Linked DNA regions of Pan troglodytes: all the other regions are linked to region 1. Evidence: chromatin contacts called from public Hi-C data. All regions are on one chromosome and are shown on one strand. The core of a region is the stretch at or near the end of the contact, and the rest is flanking DNA. Distances in the headings are between cores, read along the strand shown. Region 1 holds the start of CCND2 (cyclin D2). Region 2 overlaps LOC104001414 (a long non-coding RNA gene). Region 3 overlaps LOC104001414 (a long non-coding RNA gene).

Region 1 (5,124 bases), core at 1,676-4,175:
CGGCCGCGTGAGGCGTGTCCTAAGCTGAATCAGACAGGAAGAGGGGGAAGTTCGGGTCTTTTAATTTTTTTTTTTTCCTAAGGGAGGGGAGTGAGATGCTAGGTGGGTGACAGACGGCAGGCGCTCGCCTTCTTAACTCACGCCTGTCGCATCTGCCGCCTCAGTAATCCAGCCCCGTCCAAGCCGAAATTCGCCGAAGGGAGTGCGGATGCACAGGCCTGGCGGACTCTGCCCCCCTCCAGAACGCAGCGGCCCAGCGCCCCAGCGCCCCGGCGGGCGCGGCTGCGACCAGAGGGTCCCGGAAGCGAGTGAACACCTGCAATCGCACTGCCCGTCCCCACCCACCCTGCTCCCCCGTGCTCTCCGCTTCCCGACGTTTCCCTCTTCTCCTTGTCCGCATTTTTCTACTTTGCCTGCACTCCCTCCTTCCTCTTGATGTGCCTCCTATGTGTCCCCTCGGATTTATGTGTCCCCTCGCATTTTGCCAGTCGGGTTTTCGGTTTTGATTGACCATCCATCCCTCCACGGAGAAACACAAACACAGCTCCACTCTTTGGGGGAGCCGAGGGGAAGGCAGTGGCTCCCATTTCTGAGCCTGAACTCAGTCACTACCCGCTCCCCACCTGGCCTAGGCGCCCCTGCGCGGAGAAGGCGGGACTCGAACTCGCGCTGCTCCCGGGCCTTGAGCCGACCGCGGAATCACCTGGCTGGCAGGCATCCTCCAGGTAAGCTTGGGAGTATGTGTGCTTAGTGCTGCAGGCTCCTGCAGAAAAGTGCCTATAAACACCCAACACCCTGCTGCACCCTCCACCTCCAGGCTTTGTACACTTTCCAACCGAAACTCCAAAACGCTAGCGTAGAGGGTGGGGAGCCGGCCGGAAAAAGAATAAAAGTCCAATAAAACTGGCGTTCGCTAAAGTTTATCACCAGTCCTACATGGGATATATATATATGTATTTTTTTTTCCGTGAAGGGTGAAAAGGAGATAAGGAAGAACCAACAATCTACCCCCTCTCGCCGCCCCCCACCCCCGCGCCACGGTGATCAGTTTGGACTTCAAAGCCAGAGCACAGGCTCTTGCGCTTTTTCTTGAAACCGAAGTCTACACTGAAAGAAAATGTGCACTTTTGCCTAGAAGGCAACATGCGTTTTCCCGCGTGCTAGGTGGAGTGCATTTTAACAAGACATTAGGGTTTTAACACATGGCTGGAGTGGCGACCAAAAGGGAAAACTCAGTTTCCAGTCCAAGCCTCCTAGAGACATTTCTGCCAACCTCCGCACCCTCTCACGCCCCACCCCACGTGTGAGAGTCTGCAAAACCACCGGGGATTGGATTCGATGGCGAGCTTCACGCTCGGGAACAGTCAGTAATCGGAAGGGGAAGTGGACAGGGGAACTTCAAGAGGCGAGCCTGCCACGCGGGAAGCGCCCGAACTTGCGGGTCTCCATGAATGCAGAGGGCTCCGGGAAAGGGGGGCATCCGGCCGCGACCCTCTCTGCCCCTCCCATTCGCTGCCCCCCTCCCCGCTGGAATTTCTCTGTAAAGCAAGACGGAGTAGGGGGAGGGGGAGAGGGAAGGGGCGAGAGGGCCCTCGGCTCACTCCCGAGACGCGAGGACTCGCCACCCAGGCATTCTCCTCGGGGTGGGCTGGGCCCCGGGACGACCACCCGCTTCTTCCTCGCCCCCGCTGCCCCCACTTCGGGAGACCCAGAGCTCTGGATGCCTTTCCCCGGAGAAGGGGGGGTGTGCGGAGTCGGGGTGGAAGAGACCTTGCTCGCAGAGCTGTATCAAGTGATGTCCAGAGGCTGGGAGTCCCGGCGGCCTCTGTCCTTGCCTGTCGGGTTAGATTTATACTTTAAAAATACCTCCCGCGCTCCCTCCTTCTCTCGCCTCTCCCCGCTGCAACTTTCTTTGATCCGCTCAAATGTGGCTTAGGTGAAATTGGAGTAATTCCCTTATGGGGGTCTTAAAATGTAAGTGAATGTACTTATCCGGGGTGACTCAAAAGCTTAAGTCGGGAAGCCCAACGTGACTAAAACCAATAGGTGATTGTTCGGGGCCGACTGTGTGCGGGTGTACACGGTATTCGGCCCGGGTGTCATCCGCGGCGCTGGACTGTTTCATTTTGAGTTTGCAACTTGGGTTTTTCAGCGAGCTTTTTTTCTTCCTGAAAGCTAATGGCTTCCACAGCAATTAGACATTTTCCTCGCCCGCCCCTTCCCTCCCCTTTCTTTACATATAGGAGATGGGATACTCATTCCCGCTGCTATTGATAAGGTCGGAGGCGGCCGGGCCTCTCCCCAGGTTTCGCCCGCCCCAGCGCCCGCTCTCCCTCCGCCCTCCCTTGGCTTCCTTTTGATGTAGTGGGGAACGCGTCCTACTAAAAAAAAAAAAAAAAAAAAAAAAAAAAAAAAAGTAATCTGCCCGGTAACAATCAGCGCGCAGTAGCAGGAGCCCCAGAGCTATTGGCTATGCAAATAGAGGGAGGGGAGACGGCGCCCCAAACTCTTACTCACCCTTTTAAAGCGATATCCCCTCCTTTCCCCCCCACCACCCCTTCCGCCCCACCCTCGTTTAAAGAGGCTGGCTCCGGGGCCTGAGTTAATCGCTTGCACCTCTAGTTTATTCGCTCCCCTCCTCCGCCTTGCAGGGAACCTAGTGTACGGCTCACCCAGCCCGCGCCCCACCCCGCCTTGCTGGCTCTCCGCGCCCCTGCCCGGGCCCCCTCTCTCGGTGAGGGAGGTACTCAGTCGGCCTCGGTGTGCCCAGAGAGCTCGAGCCACGCCATGCCCGCTGCACGTGCCAGCTTGGCCAGCACATCAGGGCGCTGGTCTCTCCCCTTCCTCCTGGAGTGAAATACACCAAAGGGCACGGTGGGGGTGGGGGGTGACAGGAGGAAGGAGGTGAAGAAACGCCACCAGATCATATCTCCTGTAAAGACAGCCTTGACTCAAGGATGCGTTAGAGCACGTGTCAGGGCCGACCGTGCTGGCGGCGACTTCACCGCAGTCGGCTCCCAGGGAGAAAGCCTGGCGAGTGAGGCGCGAAACCGGAGGGGTCGGCGAGGATGCGGGCGAAGGACCGAGCGTGGAGGCCTCATGCCTCCGGGGAAAGGAAGGGGTGGTGGTGTTTGCGCAGGGGGAGCGAGGGGGAGCCGGACCTAATCCCTCACTCGCCCCCTCCCCCTCCCGGGCCATTTCCTAGAAAGCTGCATCGGTGTGGCCACGCTCAGCGCAGACACCTCGGGCGGCTTGTCAGCAGATGCAGGGGCGAGGAAGCGGGTTTTTCCTGCGTGGCCGCTGGCCGCGGGGGAACCGCTGGGAGCCCTGCCCTCGGCCTGCGGCGGCCCTAGACGCTGCACCGCGTCGCCCCACGGCGCCCGAAGAGCCCCCAGAAACACGATGGTTTCTGCTCGAGGATCACATTCTATCCCTCCAGAGAAGCACCCCCCTTCCTTCCTAATACCCACCTCTCCCTCCCTCTTCTTCCTCTGCACACACTCTGCAGGGGGGGCAGAAGGGACGTTGTTCTGGTCCCTTTAATCGGGGCTTTTGAAACAGCTTCGAAGTTATCAGGAACACAGACTTCAGGGACATGACCTTTATCTCTGGGTATGCGAGGTTGCTATTTTCTAAAATCACCCCCTCCCTTATTTTTCACTTAAGGGACCTATTTCTAAATTGTCCGAGGTCACCCCATCTTCAAATAATCTACCCTACATTCCTGGATCTTAAATACAAGGGCAGGAGGATTAGGATCCGTTTTGAAGAAGCCAAAGTTGGAGGGTCGTATTTTGGCGTGCTACACCTACAGAATGAGTGAAATTAGAGGGCAGAAATAGGAATCGGTAGTTTTTTGTGGGTTGCCCTGTCCGGGGCCCCTGGCATGCAGGGCTGGATGGAGGGAGAGGGGTGGGGGGTGGCGGGGGACCGCGTTTGAAGTTGGGTCGGGCCAGCTGCTGTTCTCCTTAATAACGAGAGGGGAAAAGGAGGGAGGGAGGGAGAGATTGAAAGGAGGAGGGGAGGACCGGGAGGGGAGGAAAGGGGAGGAGGAACCAGAGCGGGGAGCGCGGGGAGAGGGAGGAGAGCTAACTGCCCAGCCAGCTTGCGTCACCGCCTCAGAGCGGAGAAGAGCGAGCAGGGGAGAGCGAGACCAGTTTTAAGGGGAGGACCGGTGCGAGTGAGGCAGCCCCGAGGCTCTGCTCGCCCACCACCCAATCCTCGCCTCTCTTCTGCTCCACCTTCTCTCTCTGCCCTCACCTCTCCCCCGAAAACCCCCTATTTAGCCAAAGGAAGGAGGTCAGGGGAACGCTTTCCCCTCCCCTTCCAAAAAACAAAAACAGAAAAACCCTTTTCCAGGCCGGGGAAAGCAGGAGGGAGAGGGGCCGCCGGGCTGGCCATGGAGCTGCTGTGCCACGAGGTGGACCCGGTCCGCAGGGCCGTGCGGGACCGCAACCTGCTCCGAGACGACCGCGTCCTGCAGAACCTGCTCACCATCGAGGAGCGCTACCTTCCGCAGTGCTCCTACTTCAAGTGCGTGCAGAAGGACATCCAACCCTACATGCGCAGAATGGTGGCCACCTGGATGCTGGAGGTAGGTCGGGGGGTGGCGCTCGCCAGGAGCCAGGACCCCTCCGGATGCTCGGGTCGCCGGCCGGAGCCCTAAACCTGGGAGAGGGCAATCCCCGCGCCGGCCTCCCGGCTCCTGTGCGGGAGTTTACCGCGCGCCTTCTGGCGAGACGCGTGGCTTTATTTCTGTTCCTCTCCAGATAAACTGGGGAGGGAGAGGGGGGAGGAAAATCTGGGAGAAGCGAGGCTGTCCTGGGCGGGGGTAGGGGAGCATCCCGCGCGCGTGTTCCTGCATGTGGCTGCCTCTTCTTCCCACCCCCCTCGCGACCTGTCTTTTGCGAAGCCGCCGCGGCTGCTTGCGCTGCGGCCAGGAAGAGAGTCGGGGCCTGAAATCGGGACCCCGAGTAGAAAGGCAACCCCCCCAAAAGGCCAGAGCAAATTCGTCTTGGCCTCAGGTCCCCGCATGTGGTCGCGACTCCGCGCTGGCACTTCACCGGGGAGGTGGAGGGAGGAGGGAGAAGGAGAGAAACGGGGAATTCGGGAGCCCCGGAAGTC
Region 2 (5,124 bases), core at 1,715-4,214, 220 kb before region 1:
GAGTTTGTTCTTGGAAAGTGTGACCTTCTGCTTCATCTGTTTGCAGACTTGATGCAAGGGGATGTGTGCTTTACGGGAAAGTGTCAGTGCTGCAGTCGGCATCAGAGATGTGGTGCTAAAGAGAGCACTACCAGCATTTAGGAGAAGGGACTTGGAATGATGGACAGGACTGTACCCCTTCTCTCATTATCACAAGCCAAAGCAAATGATGTGTATCTGTGAGGTCTAACAATGTCCCTAAGCCTTATCCTTTTAGGATCCCAGTCATCCAGCGCACTGTATTGTTGCAGCTAGGAGTTTAAGACACAGAGTCAAACAGACCTGTGTTTGAATTTCAGCTCCACCGCTGACTAGCTAAGCAAGCTTGAGCAAGTTACCATTTCTTCTAAGTTCCTTCAATTTTTTTTTTTGAGATGGAGTTTCACTCTGTCGCCCAGGCTGGAGTGCAATGGTGTGATCTCGGCGCACTGCAACCTCCACCTCCTGGGTTCAAGCGATTCTTCTGCCTCAGCCTCCCGAGTAGCTGGGATTATAGGCATCCGCCACCACACCCTGCTATTTTTTTGTATTTTTAGTAGGGATGGAGTTTCACTGTGTTAGCCAGGATGGTCTCGATCTCCTGACCTCGTGATCCGCCCTCAGCCTCCCAAAATGCTGGGATTACAGGCACGAGCCACCGCACCTTGTCCTCATTCCTTCATTTTCAAAATGGGGCTATGTTATTTGCCACAGAGAGTTTCTGTGATGATTGTTAAAATGCACATAAAATACCTACCACATAATTCATTCTCAAAAAATTCTAGAAATATTACATAATGACCCAGGAGACAGAAGATCTGGCGTCACTTCCCATCTGTGTGAGCCAGGACAAGTTAATTTACCTGTCAGTGCCTCAGTTTCCTCATCAATAAAATATGGGTTAAATGTTGACCTCGTTACATAAACTAAAGACAATGAGTATAAAAACTATGACATACACTAAGAAGATACTACATGATGGTGATAGTTTTTGTGTTTACTTCCCAGACTCCAGTTTTATCCCTGCGTCAACTATGTGATCCTTCACAGGTCACTTATTTTTCAAAGACCTCAGTTTAGTTTCCCCATTATAAAATAAAAGTGGAGTTAGACATCTATTGTCCATTCTAACTGTATGGTTTTATGAACTTTCTATTTTTGTGATTTTTCTATATTTCAAAAATACCTACTAGAATAGAGAACAAGGTTTCCAAAGGCCTCCCCTCCCCCAGGACACAGAAGCCTCTGTTCCTTGATTACCCTTTGCTGACCTACTCTTAGCCCATAAACCCACCAAGCTCACACTGGCTTAGATGAAGAGCAGAGACCCCCAGGAAGAAGAAAGTGTCCCTGCATTTGGTGAGCCTACAGTGTAGTTGAAAACAAAGGATGGACAGATATGCAAGAATAAGACTGATACACAAAGCAAATCCCAATAAGTTAACATTAACATGGTGATTACCTAGAATCAGAGTTAAGAGCATGAGCTCTGGAGTCAGACCAGTGACAGGTCAGGTCCTAGCTCCACCACCTGCAACAGTTTCACCTTGGACAAAAAACCCCTTACCACTGCCTGAGCATTGATTTCTTCCTCTGTATGAGGCTTTAAAAAATGCAGTAGCCCTTGTGAGGATTAAATCAGATGATCCATGCAAGATGCTTAGCCCAGTGGCTGGCATATCGTGAGTCCTCACAGTATTGGTTATTACTGTTATTAATACTGCTATTATTATTGTCATGGTTATCTCAGAAAACCTCACAGAAGAGATATGTAAAAGCCAGATTTTGAAGAGGGGCTAGAGAGTTTTGCGATGGGAGGGTGGTTCTTGGAAACGGTCAGTGGAAAGCAGTATGTCCATATGGATCTCTTGTGGAGGAACCCAACATCTGTGGATTTTCAAAGCTTTCCACGTAATTCTGACCCGCAGCCAGGGCTGATATGAGAACAAGGCAGTCGCAGGCATGATTCATTAAGTGTGGACCACTAGACAAGAAATTGAGATTTCTGACTTGAGGCATGGGCTCTGCTCCTAGCTAGGCGCCTGGCCATGGCAATTACTTCATCTCACTGGATTTTAGTTCCTTAATTTGCTAATCAAGGAGAATTGACATACCCTAAGTGATCTCCAAGTCTCCTCTCAGCTCTCAGGTCCAAGGATCTTAAACAGCTTTCCTTAACTGAGTAAGAATCCATGTTCAGGAGTCCATTCCAGTTCATCTCCTGCATGATTTCCTCCAGCCAACAGGACCCGGAGCCAGCCCTCTGGGTCTTCCCAGCACCCCACCCCCAGGTCTCTGTGTGTCTTACACAAGTCGACTCCCCAGTCTGACCTGGCCTCACCTGGCACCATAGAAAGAGGCCAAATTGAAATGCACTATGTAGGGACTCAGGCGGCAGTCCACAGCCTGGCCTACTGGGCCACTTGGAACTTTGTAACCGTGTAACTTGGAGCTCCTGATAATAATAACCGCTAGCATTTCTTGAGCGTTTATAACATGTGAGGCACTGTACTAAGAGCTTGAAGTCTATTTAATCTGCTTTAATCCTTAAAACAGTGCTGTGACATCAGCATGGTGAGTCCCATTTTAGAGCTGTAGATGTAGAATCTGAGGCTTGAAGACATTAAATAACTTCCCCAAGATCACACAACTGATGTGCGGTTGCGGGTGGGCCCACACCCCTGTCTGCTGAGCTGCAGCACCAAGGCTTCCCTCTACTGTACCACATTACCTCCCACAATCTGCAAATCACAGTAATTTTTGGGGACCAATGAGTGATCACACAAGAAGGGTACAGGCTTGAGCCCTTATGTGTAAGGCACTGCATTTGTTATGTTAGGTCAAAAGTGGTCTCTTGAAACCATTTACTCCTTCACCCACCATTAGGAACTCTCCTCCACCTGCCCTCAGCTTACCTATCCAATCTCATCACCCTGTGACCATCTGCAGTCAGGCCACCCACTGTGGAGACTGCCTTGCTGAGTGATTAAGGGCACAGCTGGTAGTGTGGTGCTGCATTGTCCAATTTGGTAACCACTGGCTGCATGTGGCTACTGAGCACTTAAAGTGTGGCTAGTCTGAATTGGGATGTGCTGTAAGTATAAAACACACCAGATTTCAAAGAATGAATGAAATACCTATTTTGGAAATACTGGGTTAAGTAAAATATTAAAATCAATTTTACTTTTTTTACTTTTTATTTTTTAATGTGGCTACTAGAATATTTAAAATTACACATGTGGCTGGCATTTGTAGCTCACGTAATATTTCTGTTGGACAGACTGGTCTGGAGTGAGACCACCTGCGTTTGAATCTCAGCTGTCACTTACTATCTGTGCAAGTTAATTCATCTCTATGTACCTCAATTTTCCCATCTGTAAAATAGGGGTGACAGTAATAACCTACTTTCTAAGGTTGTTGTAAGCATTTAATGACTTAAATTTACCAAACAGTCCCTGGCTCATTTGTTTGCTACTTATTGCTCACTGATGCCAGAACAGGCCAGGTTCTTCTCCTGCCTGTGCTTTGCTGGTTTTTTTTTCCTCTTGGAAGGCTTTCTGCTTCCTCGCCGCCTCCTTGGGTTCTGTGTCTTCCAAAACAGCATGGCTTGTTAGAACTCCTGCCACTTTCTTTACGTAAACATTAACTTCTTGCCTTCTAGTCATCATTTCAGCATGCACACCTGAACTGTAGTTTGAAGTAGACTGAAATCAGGACTTGTGTCTACTGTGTCTTATTTATCTATCTGTCTTCCTATCATGCCCTCTATAGATCTAATGCAGTGCCTCGCACAAGGTGGCGTTGCATAAATGCTTGTATATTAACTGATTAATGTGCCTCCCACCCTCATGCTGGGAAGTGAGGATTTTCCACATTCTTTCAGAGTCCGTAGAAGGAACAGTCACCTTTCCTCTGGTCATTCTTGAGTCCCCGTCATCTCCAGGTGATTCTCGTCAGTGTAGCACAACTCCATCTCTTTAATTCCTATTGCCCTCCATTTCTCATGCTTTCAGAATGGGTGATGCCTCTCCCTCCAACCCAGCACATGAGTGTTGAGATCAGCTATAATTTTGAGGCCTTAAAAGAAATGCCCTGGGTTCATTAAATTCTAATTGCATTGATGGTGAGGAAAGATAGTTGCTTTAATTAAGAAAGACCTCCCTTGGCCAATGCTGTGGTTGTGGTGGTGGTAGTGGAGAGTGCTGTTGCTGCTGCTGTGACAAATGCCGATTATTTATGTGGTTTTCAGGGGAGTTCAGAAGCATCAGTTCACACCCACAGGCAGCCCAGTCTTTGTGTCTACCAAACATCTACAGTCTGTCATTACTCTCCTTGGGGAGTAAAGTTTCCCAAGAGGGGAAACTTTTACCAGCTTTGGATCCTACTCAAAGTTCAGGGCACATGTCTTCCAGGAAAATAAAATCCCCCCAAATAACATACCTCTGAAGGGATTAATTCTGGTTCTAATTTCTCTTTAACAGTCTGTTTTTCAACAGACCAGGGCAGAGACCCCTTCTAAGACTGATATTGAGATTATTCCGTAAATAGCCCTTTCTTTTGAATTAAACATGGTCTGCCTATGAGGCCCACTTTTAAAATACTCTTGACGTTTTAGAAGAAGGCCACTTAGTGAGTTGTGAACCCTTAGGGTGGATTCATACCGAGATACTGCAGCTCCAGGATGCTTGAAGGTGGAGGGGATGTAAGAGATGCTAGGAAGGAACGTGAGGATGTGACGGTACCATGGGGAAGTCCTGCCAACTTTACCAGTTTTCCCAAGGCCATTTGAGAAAATGGAAAGCAGGATCCAGCTGAGTTCAGAAGCATCTAAACTTTGAGTAGCTCAGAAGCCAAATGATAAGTTGAAACTGTAATAAAAGGGCAAATCTAATTTATTTTGGTTTGCTTATTGAAGAACAAGAGAGGTAAGCTGAAAAAAGCACATCTGAGTCACACTTAGCCTTGCAAATATGGAAAGATCCTACAAAGGCCAGTTTGCTACAGCATCTTTGGCTTAAACTTTTCCAAACCAGCAGCAGACATGCTTATTCTTTAGTCTTGAGAAAAGAGTTTCTCCAGATTCCCTGGACAGCCCTCCTGGTGCCT
Region 3 (5,124 bases), core at 1,746-4,245, 160 kb before region 1:
CTTGGCCACTGGTATGACCTGTGCATGTCAACCCTAATGTGGAGAAAGGTTTTTCATCTCTACAGGTCAACCCATTAGTATGGTTTGACCTAGAAGTCTTCAAAAGTTGTAGCAAGAGCCTTTCTGTATTGTCCCTGCAGCCAGGCACCATGAACACCACTCCAGCTGCTGGGGTGCAAGAGGTCTATGGGCTTGACTTTGCTGTAACCCTCAGTTTCCACACTTTTTTCAGCCCCTTGCCAGGTTACAAAGCCGAATTCCTAGACTTGTCGAATGTTAGAACTAAAAGGCGCCATAGAGATCCTTAGACTCTAGATACTTAGACTGAGGCCTCACTTGAGGGATGAGGACCCTGAAGCTCAGAGGGGCATCCTCTTGGCCCAAGCTGCATGGCTGGTGGATGGCAGCCAAAGGGCCAACCTCTTAGCTCTATGGCCGGTGGTCTTGTGTGAGTTTTGTGGTTTGGAGTATTGTCATCATTAGCAGTTCTATTGTTTTTACCCTTTGTCAAACAGCAGTAATTAGTGTGTTATTAATAATAGCATTGATTATTAATAACATTGATCAAGCAAGTCTGTGTCAGACAAGGTGCTAGAGTGGGAAGGAAGCTGGTCCTAACCTGGAGGGTCACAAGGTAGTTTTCAGGGCATGGAAAATGTCTCTACCTTGGCCTGGGTGGTGAGTACACTGATAAATACATATGTAAAATCCATCCAGCTGTATACTTAGTACTTATGCTCTTCAAGTAGGTGATGTCTCCATTTTAAAAAATGAATGCAACTTATATATGCATAAATCTGCCACAATAAATTTCTAAGAAATAAGGGGAAAAAAGCCCAGGCCGGGCGTGGTGGCTCACGTCTGTAATCCCAGCACTTTGGGAGGCCGAGGCAGGCGGATCATGAAGTCAAGAGATCAAGACCATCCTCGCCAACATGGTGAAACCCCGTCTCTACTAAAAATACAACAAATTAGCTGGGCGAGGTGGCACGCGCCTGTAGTCCCAGCTACTTGGGAAGCGGAGGCAGGAGAATCGCTTGAACCCGGGAGGTGGAGGTTGCAGTGAGCCGAGATTGTGCCGCTGAACTGCAGCCTGGTGACAGACCGAGACTCCGTCTCAAAAAAAAAAAAAAAAAAAAGCCCTGAGAGTTATCTTTATTATCCCCACTTTATAGGTGAGGAAACTAAAAAAGTAATATTAGCATAATTAATCATCGTATTAGCTCCTATGTGCCAGGCATGAAGATAAGGGTTTAGGTACAATACCTCATTTAATCCAATTTAAAATCCCATGAGGTTATTTTGTTCATTGTTTCTTTTTGCCATTTTAGCCACTTTTTATTATGGTAAAACATACAGGACAAAATTTACCCTTTTCACCATTTTAAAGGATTCGGTGGCATTAAGTACATTCACATCATTGTGCAACCATCACCACCGTTCATCTCCAGATTTTTTTTCATCTTCCCAGACTGATGTGTGTTCTGGTCTGGATTCTATCACCTTCTAAATGTGTGACCTCAGGCAAGTTGCTTAATGTTTCTGAGCTTCAAGTGCCTGCTCTTTAAATTGGAGGACCTGAGGTGAGCCGCTGCTATCGGGGGATCCTGGCCACACGCAGGAAATGAACGGTGGGCAAGTGAGTGAAGCTTCATCTGTATTTATAGCCACTCCCCATTGCTCACATCACCACCTGAGCTCCACCCCCTGTCAGATTAGCGACTGCATAAGATTCTCATAGGAGCACAAACCCTACTGTGAACTGCGCATGCGAGGGATCTAGGTTGCGCGCTCCTTGTGAAACCCTAATGCCTGATGATCTCTCACTGTCTCCCATCACCCTCACATGGGACTGTCTAGTTGCAAGAAAACAAGCTCAGAGCTTCCACTGATTCTACATTATGGTGAGTTGTATAATGATTTCATCATATATTATAACGTAGTAATAATAGAAATAAAGTGCACAATAAATGTCATGTGCTTCAGTCATCCTGAAACCACCCTTTCCTCCCCTGCCCCATTCATGGAAAAATTGTCACCCACGAAACCCATCTCTGGTGCCAAAAAGGTTGCAGACCACTGCCTTACAGAATGTGGGCAGCCTAAAAGCTAAGCTGGTGAGACTGGGACCAACAGGTATCTCCAGATTTGGGTTGTCACTAACCCATCAGGGACTCTCTCAGACACCCTCAGCAGGAATGGAGAGTGAGGTGGCCCAGGTGCTTAGAGACACAGAGAGCAAGCCAGAGAAGCCATTAGGGAACAGAGACATGGCACACGGAAGAAGAGTAGAGGAACCTCAGTCATGCGGTAGCGGCTTGAAGACAGGGCGATGAGTAGGTGCAGGCATTTGCAGAGAGGGGGCAGTAATAGAGGTCACGAGGCTGGAAAAGCCTCCAGTGGGCAGAAACCAGGAGGCAGACGGGAGAAAAATACCACAGCCACGGGAGAAGCAGGGTGAGAGCAAACCGAAAGGTCTGTCTGCAGCGTGGACAGTTCCAGGGTTGCTTTTTGTCCCTTCAGCTGCAGTGGCCTCCATATCATCCATGGGCAGCCGCCGCCCACCATCTCAGCATGTTTTGGCAGGTGCATTTTAAAACGAGTTCCTGGCATCTTACAGAGATAAATAGGGTAAAAAATAAAATAAAATTAAAAATAAGACATAGCCTTTACCCTCAGGGAGCTTAATCTCCGGTTCTCATAAAAGCTGAGCTACTACAGTACACACAAAAATCGGAGTCCAGTGACTAAACTCGGGTGTTTTGTAATTGAGCAGAAATGGACTTAATTCCCAGCTCTGCCATTTGCTAACTATGTGATCTTAAAAGCATTTCCTGACCTAAGGCTCCACTTCCTCGTCTGTAAAAAGGTCACAAGACAGCACCTGCACAACCAGGGTGCTGGAAGGATTGAGGGAGGCAGAGCCTTCAGGGCTGGGCACACACCTGGCATGGGAGGCTTCGGCGGACGGCAACCTTTATTACCCAAGCTCCTTAGACCAACAGGCATTTCCTCTATCCACCTGCATTACTATTGTGTGAATTCGGATTCCTCAGGTGCTGCTGTCATGCGGGAATTTGGCTCTCGAAGCAGGAGAGGGAGAGGAGACCAGGGAAATGGGGACAGCTACTCCCGGAAGTTATCACAGGGGAGAAGGGCTCAGAGCCCAACTTAATAAAAAGAGCATTGCATCAGTGCTTCCTGGGGCCCACTGGCATCCCCTGTAAGCTGCACATTCCCTCCCCAGCCAGGCCTCTGCTAGCAGCCTCTCTGTGCTAGAGGAAACCTAGGGACAGGGACCGCTCCAGCTGCAGGCAAGTTCCTAGAAAGTCCAGTGGAATGGATATCATTCCTGTACTGTGAGTAATCGGCCCAAACAAAGCCCACTGGTATTTCCGAGTCCATTCCCAGTGCCCAGAGCTGGACCCAGTAGCTCAGCAGCTGCAAGGAGTGGAATGCAGTTCTCTAGCATGCTGCCCTAGATTCAGCCTTGGAGAAAGACTCCTTGCCCCAAGCGGGGAAGGCGCTCTGAAGGTCATCTCATCTATGCTCCTGCCTCTGGGCCCAGACATTGTAAGACACGGGGCTTGGAAACCCCCTGTAGCCCAAGTGTGGGGACCAGGGAGCCTGCATGAGGATTCTAAGGATACAAGGTGGAGTCAGGAAAAGGATGTCCCTTTCTCCGTTGCCTCCTTGAGCTTCCATTAGAAGGAGTTGCAGGAGAGGGGAAAGAAATCAGGAAAAGAAAAGCTGAGCCTCCGTGGTGTCTCTACCCCGACTTCTCTCCTGCTCCTCCTTTGGTCTTGGGGCAGGCCAGCCCTGTCTGCCTCCCATCGCTTTCCTCGCTTCTGGGCCACTAGTCTGTCGCAGCCACCATTTCTGGAAGTTCAGAGATAAAGCTATCCTTATTCTTTCAGAACAATGGCACCTGCTTTGTCAGCTCTAGGTGGTAGGGGTTTCCCTAGCTGGGTTGCTGATGAGCCCGGGTCATTCACACTGGGGAGTCAGGTCTTTGGCCTTAGCTCACTGGGTCACCCCAGCGGTTGTCCCAGGGAGGTCTTATTGCCACCTCTTGACAAATGAGGAAGCTGGAGCACAGCAACATGAAATGACTTTTGCTCAAGACCCTTCACCGGTCCTTCCACTGCCTGGACACACCCTGCCAGGCATCTCGAGGCTGATTTTCAAGGGAACAGAAACTTCCACCGCTGCCTGTGCCTCGCCTGGCTCCCACCCAATACGAAAGAATGGCACACTTATAGGTCACACGCCCCAGTTCATTGCTCCCTAGCTCCCATGGGAAAAGCCATAAAGTGTCCTTTCCAAAATGGTGACTGTCATTTCCCCCAGCCTAATTTAAGGCAGGCGTGAACGTTCCCCAGAGAGTTCACCTGGGCTGTCCTCCTGTGCAGTTGCTGTGCAGAAATGTTTCCTCCGTGTGCATTGCCTGCTGTCATTTCTTGGCTTTTCCAGAGTGTAAGCTGTGGTCCTGGGTGAATAGGGCAGTAGGTAGGGTTGGGGGTTCAAGGGTCAGTGGCCCTCAAACCTGGTACCCTGGGAACACCCTGGTCATTTTGAATTTACCAGCTCAGGAAAGAAGATTCCTTGCAAGCACACAGTTGCCTGTGGTCAGAGGGATGATCTCAAAGTGCTCTTAGTTCCCGGGCCAGCAGCCAGCTGCCTTGGATGGTCAGAAGGTGAAATTTGAATGCTGGTGAATGGGAGAGCGGAAGTTCAGCAAGGCTGAGTTAAGCCCATTCATGAAAAAGATCTAGTCTCACTTCCTTATTGCCAGGAGTTGTGTGTGAAGAGTGTGTGTGTGTGTGTGTGTGAGCACGCGCATGCACATGCACGTGAGCTTGATTACTTTCTGCCTCGCTTCTTCCTCCACCCCTACTCTTTTCTTTTTTTTCTCTCTCTCTCAAAATCTTAAGTTCATCTTCAGGAAACTGCCCAAGAATGTGTAGCCGGTCTGTGGTTTGCTGAAAAAAAGAAAGAAAAAGAAAGAGACAGATTCATACAAAAGCAATTCTCTCTCTTTCACCCTCTCTCTCTCTCTCTGTTTCTCTCTCTCTCTCTCTCTCACACACAGTCTCTCACACACACTCACACTCACACACACAC

The links. A called contact is a pair of places that touch in the nucleus more often than the background predicts.
Region 2: a contact with region 1 is called in a Hi-C map of induced pluripotent stem cells, with 1.9 times the contacts expected there. The contact joins the enhancer-like site here to the promoter of CCND2 in region 1. A contact is called at or near these places in 2 of 7 Hi-C or Micro-C datasets (induced pluripotent stem cells and stem cell-derived neural progenitor cells) and 1 of 1 datasets of contacts at active chromatin or transcription factors (stem cell-derived excitatory neurons).
Region 3: a Hi-C map of stem cell-derived neural progenitor cells shows a contact between it and region 1, with 2.6 times the contacts expected there. The contact joins the enhancer-like site here to the promoter of CCND2 in region 1. A contact is called at or near these places in 6 of 7 Hi-C or Micro-C datasets (blood, induced pluripotent stem cells, a lymphoblastoid cell line and 2 more) and 1 of 1 datasets of contacts at active chromatin or transcription factors (stem cell-derived excitatory neurons).

The regions. Positions count from the first base shown.
Region 1 is chr10:11,437,434-11,442,557 of NHGRI_mPanTro3-v2.0_pri, forward strand. CCND2 (cyclin D2) reads left to right here and starts at 2,926. Exons shown (of 5, transcript XM_001156857.7): 1 at 2,926-4,594. The coding sequence starts at 4,400.
Region 2 is chr10:11,215,982-11,221,105 of NHGRI_mPanTro3-v2.0_pri, forward strand. The region is part of intron 3 of LOC104001414 (a long non-coding RNA gene); the gene reads left to right. Among named protein-coding and RNA genes, the nearest start is that of PARP11, 170 kb to the left of the region's middle. Within about 2 kb of position 2,965, at least 1 of the 24 cell types and tissues checked has an H3K27ac peak or open chromatin away from gene starts, as enhancers often do. A contact at or near this core is called in induced pluripotent stem cells, where this site is marked.
Region 3 is chr10:11,281,591-11,286,714 of NHGRI_mPanTro3-v2.0_pri, forward strand. All of the region lies in intron 4 of LOC104001414 (a long non-coding RNA gene), which reads left to right. It also overlaps the pseudogene LOC107967711. Among named protein-coding and RNA genes, the nearest start is that of CCND2, 160 kb to the right of the region's middle. Within about 2 kb of position 2,996, at least 4 of the 24 cell types and tissues checked have an H3K27ac peak or open chromatin away from gene starts, as enhancers often do. A contact at or near this core is called in induced pluripotent stem cells and stem cell-derived neural progenitor cells, where this site is marked.